Regions from separate parts of the Mus musculus genome. Here region 1 is linked to region 2. The links are chromatin contacts, called in public Hi-C maps. All regions are on one chromosome and are shown on one strand. Each heading gives the region's core, a stretch centred on a gene start, on an enhancer-like site or on the middle of the called end of the contact. The rest is flanking DNA. Distances are from core to core; before and after follow the strand shown.

What was found. Hi-C and Micro-C count contacts between places; a contact is called where the count stands out from the background.
Region 1: a contact with region 2 is called in a Hi-C map of bone marrow-derived macrophages, with 32 read pairs. The contact joins two enhancer-like sites. A contact is called at or near these places in 1 of 39 promoter capture datasets (3T3-L1-derived adipocytes), 3 of 15 datasets of contacts at CTCF or cohesin (CD8 T cells, the NIH/3T3 cell line and large pre-B cells), 8 of 484 Hi-C or Micro-C datasets (B cells, the Ba/F3 cell line, CD4 T cells and 5 more), 35 of 115 datasets of contacts at active chromatin or transcription factors (the 230-238 cell line, the HPC-7 cell line, the NIH/3T3 cell line and 25 more) and 6 of 9 other capture datasets (adipose tissue, embryonic stem cells, embryonic tail and 3 more).

Annotation. Positions count from the first base shown.
Region 1 is chr3:52,196,795-52,199,494 of GRCm38.p6, forward strand. No RefSeq gene overlaps it. Among named protein-coding and RNA genes, the nearest start is that of Gm30074, 18 kb to the left of the region's middle. Within about 2 kb of position 1,362, at least 216 of the 459 cell types and tissues checked have an H3K27ac peak or open chromatin away from gene starts, as enhancers often do. A contact at or near this core is called in the SCID.adh cell line, bone marrow-derived macrophages, extraembryonic endoderm stem cells and 1 more, where this site is marked.
Region 2 is chr3:51,672,590-51,675,289 of GRCm38.p6, forward strand. All of the region lies in intron 2 of Mgst2 (microsomal glutathione S-transferase 2), which reads left to right. Among named protein-coding and RNA genes, the nearest start is that of Mgst2, 13 kb to the left of the region's middle. Within about 2 kb of position 1,267, at least 46 of the 459 cell types and tissues checked have an H3K27ac peak or open chromatin away from gene starts, as enhancers often do. A contact at or near this core is called in the SCID.adh cell line, bone marrow-derived macrophages, extraembryonic endoderm stem cells and 1 more, where this site is marked.

The sequences.
Region 1 (2,700 bases), core at 112-2,611, 520 kb after region 2:
ACAACAAAGCCAAGGGAAATGTTTTCCGTGGCTGACATTTAATTGTGAGCACACGGTGCTGCATTATCATGGGGAGAGACTGGAGTAGGGGCATAGGCTGGCTTCAAAAGCCTGGGTTCTTTGCTTTAGCGTGTCCCATTTTGTATGGCCTCAGAGAGCCTCACTCAGATTGTGTGTTACACACAATTCCATAATTCTATAGTTTTTCAACCCACCGCAGGGATTCCTTGTGGATCATTTCATAGCTCCTCCAGAGTCTGCTCTTTTGCAGCTTGCAGAAACAGTCAGCTTTTCTTCACAGCCTTCATATGGATCCTTAATAAAATAATCTAATCCAACACACACACACACACACCGCTATCCTACCAGAGCTGTTGGAGACATTGGAGAACTTAGTCCCAGCCTGTCATTTGACAGATGAGAGAGGTGAAATGCTTATCCAAAGCCACACAACTAATTAGAGATAAAGGCAGGACAAGATCTGCTTTGCCCATCCTGGTCTTTGTGACCTGCCTCTTGCCGTTTTGATGCCCAGCAACCTCTGGCCTGACCAGTTCACAGCCATGGTCTCTTCCTTTCTGGCAGCCATTGAGCTTCCTTGCAGGAAGATGGGTGAAAACTGAGGGGGTGGGACGGACAGGCTTCCTAGCTCAGTGGCAATTCCTTCATTTATTTCTCCTTTATACAATGAAGGGGGCAGTATCTTTATTGGTTATTTTTTGTTATGATAATATGCAAAACTGACTGTAGCTCTCCATAACTCTCCAGAAACCATTTCTCTTGTGATACAGGGTTTGAACTCCTGTGATATAAGAACAAGGAATGTCTTCCATCTTTGGGACTATGTTTGGCAGTCTTCTGATAAAGGGGGCAAGTGGCTCCCCCCCAAAAAAACTTCAGTAATTCAAATTTCTTTGCAAGACCCTGTGATATTATTATTATTTTTATTATTAATTATAGGGGAGATGCAGACCACTGATCATGTGCTAAGAAATAGACACATTTTTTTCTTGTACCAACTTGCAAGAACATCCCACCACAGCTACAGTTGCCTTTAAAGTCCTCCAGTGTCACACTAAAACAGTTTCAAATAAGCCAGGCACAAAAGCAGCCGGCATGCCTTACACATCGTTCAGCCTGTTTAAAGCAAACAGACCCACCCCACGGTCCACAGACAACTAGTCAACAAGCAGGCGAAATTTCCAAACAAAAGACCAGAACATTCCGGAGCTCTCTTTAAACTGTCTTCTAAGAGCTGGAGAAGGAAACACTGGGTGGGCAGGCCGTGCCCGAACCTTTCGGCTGGGCTTCCGCACTTGTAGAACATTGGTTTATGCAGGGACCATGTGACACGGTAACAGAGAGCTCAGATCTCTAAATCTCGTTTTCCTTTGTGTCATCCTCCCTCCACCCCCTCCTGGATGGTGAGTCACCCGTCTCTGCAAAAAAGATCCACAGTTCAGTGATGTCCTAGGTGACAGCCGCATGCTCTGCCTTGGAGATTCCGCGCACATCGAGTGTGATCGACCGAGATAACAGAGGTTGGAAAAATCTGTGAAAGGGTTGAGCTGTTCCTCAGATGTGGGACATTATTTCCACAGGTTCGACAGTCTGAAGCATGAATATTACTCACTGAAACACTGCCATAAGAATTAGGAAAAGAAATCAGGACCGATTTTTTCAGGTAGGTGTATAAGGGTCCACATCGGGGATGAGGGGAAAGCCAATCACAGAGCTCATCCTAGGGAATGCGTTCCCCTCATGTTGCAGTCTGGTAAATGCTAGAATCTTGGTGACTCATTGCTTCCCCGATGTCCTTATTTGGTAGCATGCAAATAAGGAAAAAAAAAAAAAAAACACGATCGTTTCAGATTTAGATTTCCTCAAATCGTGGTGTGAGCAGCTATTTTTACTTTTGCTTCAATCACCATTCTCAGTAGTAGAAAGTTTATTTAGAGTTGTAAAAAGCTGCTTTTTTTTTTTCATTTGCAGGCTAAATTTAAATATGGAATTCAGCAACCGAAGAACTCTCTTGGTCAGATCCAGCAGTCATGACCAGGAAGTCCAGTTCTGCTGGTATCCGGCTGTCTTCCCTAGGCAGTTCTGATTCCTGGTACTTTACAAGTGCGAGCTTGGAGTCTGTCTCCATAGCGCCTCCACCTGGTGTGCTTTACCTTGCCCACAGATGCACTAGACCCAATTCTTTCACTTCTGTGTGGACTACCTGCAGGTCCAGGGACATGATACTTATTTTGCTGAAAGCAAAGACTAACTGAGGTAGCTCTCTACATCACATCCTGCATCTCCACATCCTTGGCTGATGCCAGATAAGGACGGTACCTACCCTTAGTGTCCCCAGTAGTTGTCACATCCATCCAGGACCAATACTCATGCTTCCACATAGCTCAGAGCTGGTGTTTTCCTACTTCCCAATGGCAACTGTGTGGCTGACACCTGCACAGTGGGCTCACTTGGCACCTTGGGTTGGGATACCTTCCTGTGAATTGGCTTTCAGAAGCTCGTGTGGATGACAACTCTTCAGGGACAATCAGTCTAGACTGTATTTTTCAGCCCCACCGTATTCTAATCTTGTCTCTTCCTGTTTGATAAAGCCAACTGTGGCTCCTGGGGCAGAGACTGGAGGTGCTAACTTCCTGTCTGCGACAGGCCAATGAGCCCCAGCTGTTTCTCCTTAGACCA
Region 2 (2,700 bases), core at 17-2,516:
TCCTTTCTAGACTAGGTAGACATTACTGGTTAGAAGTCATTTTTTACCTAATAGTAGACTGTTTGTCATATGACAGGACAACCATGCCTTGCATATATTCTCCAAAGAATGGAGTGGGGATGGAGTCTCAGGGAAGCCAGTTGGCCTGCTGACACCGGCTCAGAGCTCTGAGCTCTGGCCTCCCTCTCTCCTTATCTACTTGGTTATCTCTTAGTTGCTGGCCCTCTTATTTATCTTCCTTGGTGTTCCCTACTTTATTGTTTTAACCCTAACCTTCCTGTTAATCTGTATCTGTTATCTGTTTTCGCTGTACTATTTGTTATCAGAATGCACTCTTCCCTGTCCCTTACAACTTGTGACTTGCGAGCTGCTCCTGCAGTCTAAGTAGCCCACAGAGAGGGGAGGGCACTGCTGCAGTTTCTATTCACATTCGTTCTTAGAATCCCATCTCTTTTGTTCTGTGTGATGTATAACACATACAGTATTGTTTCCTAGTTGAGTGTCCCAAACTCTCAGAGGTTTAACACAATGGAAGTTGTGTCACACGGGGTCACAGTTGAGCCCCAGAGGTGTAAGGCAGTAGGCGTGACACACAACTGGAGTGGGCACGGACTGTCTGATGCAATAGGGATCATGCCATGTTGAAGTCCAGGAAACAGCTGGAGTTCTTTGCTTGTGGGTCCCTGATGCACATAGTGGACACTTGGATGACTGCTGAGTGGAGCTACGGTCCTAGCAGTAGCAGGACTCCGTCTTTATGAGGCCCAGGAGAGAGTGTTACAGTGGTTCCCTGTGACTGAGAAGCCTTGAGCCTGTGTTTTATAATATGGTTTGATCTGTGCAGACACACACACGGCCCTGCCCTAGTTTGATCAAAGTGCTCCCTTTGTACCTGTGGGGGTGCATTTGCCCTCCTCAGTCTGTGCACGCGGGCCGTGCTGCACAGTGTCTGTGGATGGATTCGGACTACTTCCTTCTGTGTGTGCATTAGACACGGAGCCGAAGGCTGCCCACTCACTGGAGTCACCCCGGGCAAGGCCCAGTCTGCAGCCATTGCTCCACCCAGTGTGGGGGAACGCTGAGCGCACGTGATCACCACGGCGGTACCCAGAGTTCTCAGCTTTTCTCTGGCTTTTGCCATTCTCTCCCTTAAGCCTCAGGTCTCCTAAAACATTTTGGCGCCGGACAAACCAGGGCAACCGATCAGGACTGTACTGGCTTCAAAACTTGAAGTTCCACCTTCTAGATAACATCTCAAGTCCAGGCCAAGCAGGACACTTGCTCCCCCTACTGGCCCCCTATCGAAGACCTTTCCAGTTACTCTTCCTGGTGTGGAATTCCAGGCCCCTGGTGACATCTGCTTATAACAGTGACTGCAACCTCCCCCGCCTCTATACAGGATGTCAGGGCTACTGCACCGTGGAGGCTGTGATCAGAAAATGACTAGACACAGCTGGTCTCCCCCCCGTGGATATTTGAGGGGAGCGAGTATTTGACAGGTGATGATCATTAACTGTGTCATGAAGAATGGTCACAGGAATCTTCCTATGGAACCTTGTAAGGAGAGCATAGAGTGTAGCTGTCTAGGTAGCTAGAAAGATGCTAAAATTGTTTCCATATTGGTTTGCCCTGTCCGTGAAAATAATTAGCAGCTGATAGCTTAGTTAGTGGGGGAGTTTTCAGAATTTGGTCCCCTTAACTTGAGTGTATCTGTTCACGCTGGCGGTTACCGCAGGGCACACTGCGCTTTGTCATCGTGCTGTGGGAGCTTTTCCGGGCTCAGAGGTGCTGCTGGCAGGAGAGGGTGTGGTCACAGGGTGGAGGTGGTAATGAGCAGGCAGAATGGGGCTCCAGGTGTTTCGAGGTGAAGCAATACTACCAGGTAGACAGCCACAAATAGCAGAGACCCCCAACTGGCAGCCAGAGAATTACTTCTGATGTCTGAAAGATGATGACGAGAAACAGACAAAGATGCAGGGGATGGCTCATCGCTGTAAACGGACTGGATTTGGAATCTCTTAGGAGACACACCTCTGAGCTTGTCTCCGAGGCTGTTTCTTGAGAGGTTTAACTGAAGAGGAAAGACCCATCCCATGGGCTGTGGTCTCTGACTAAATTGAAGGTACCAAAGAAAGAAGCCAGCTAAACACAGCAGCCATCTCTTTCTGCTTATTGACTGAGGAGCTGGGGTGGGTGGGGGTGAGGGTGGGTGGGGGGTAGGGGATAGCCACTTGCTCCACACAGGTGGTCAAGCCTTCCCTGCTGTGGCAGACTGACCCATACACTGCATCTTAGAGGAACCAAAGTCTGAGGCATGTCTGCAAAGGTCTGAGGTTGAGTGAGCCCAAGAGTGACTCCTGCCTGTAATAGGAGGACAGGGACCCATTTCTTGGGGGGATAAAGATGAAGAAATACAAAGTAACCTGCCTTTCCACGAGCATACACAGAGCTACAGTCGATTCTTGCCTGATTTCAATGGCCTCTAACTACCCCCTGCTCATGCCATATCTTAGCACAATGTTCTTGTTTTTTTTTTTTGTTTTTTTTTTTTTTTTTTTTTTTGATGACTTCTGGGAGCTGGCAGTGTTCCCAGTGACATCATTCCAGCTTCAAGCAACTGGCTGGTCTCAGTGCAGTTGGTATTGTCCTTGGGGTCCGGAGCATTGTCCATACCTGGGTGTCCTGGCTACTTTTATGTCA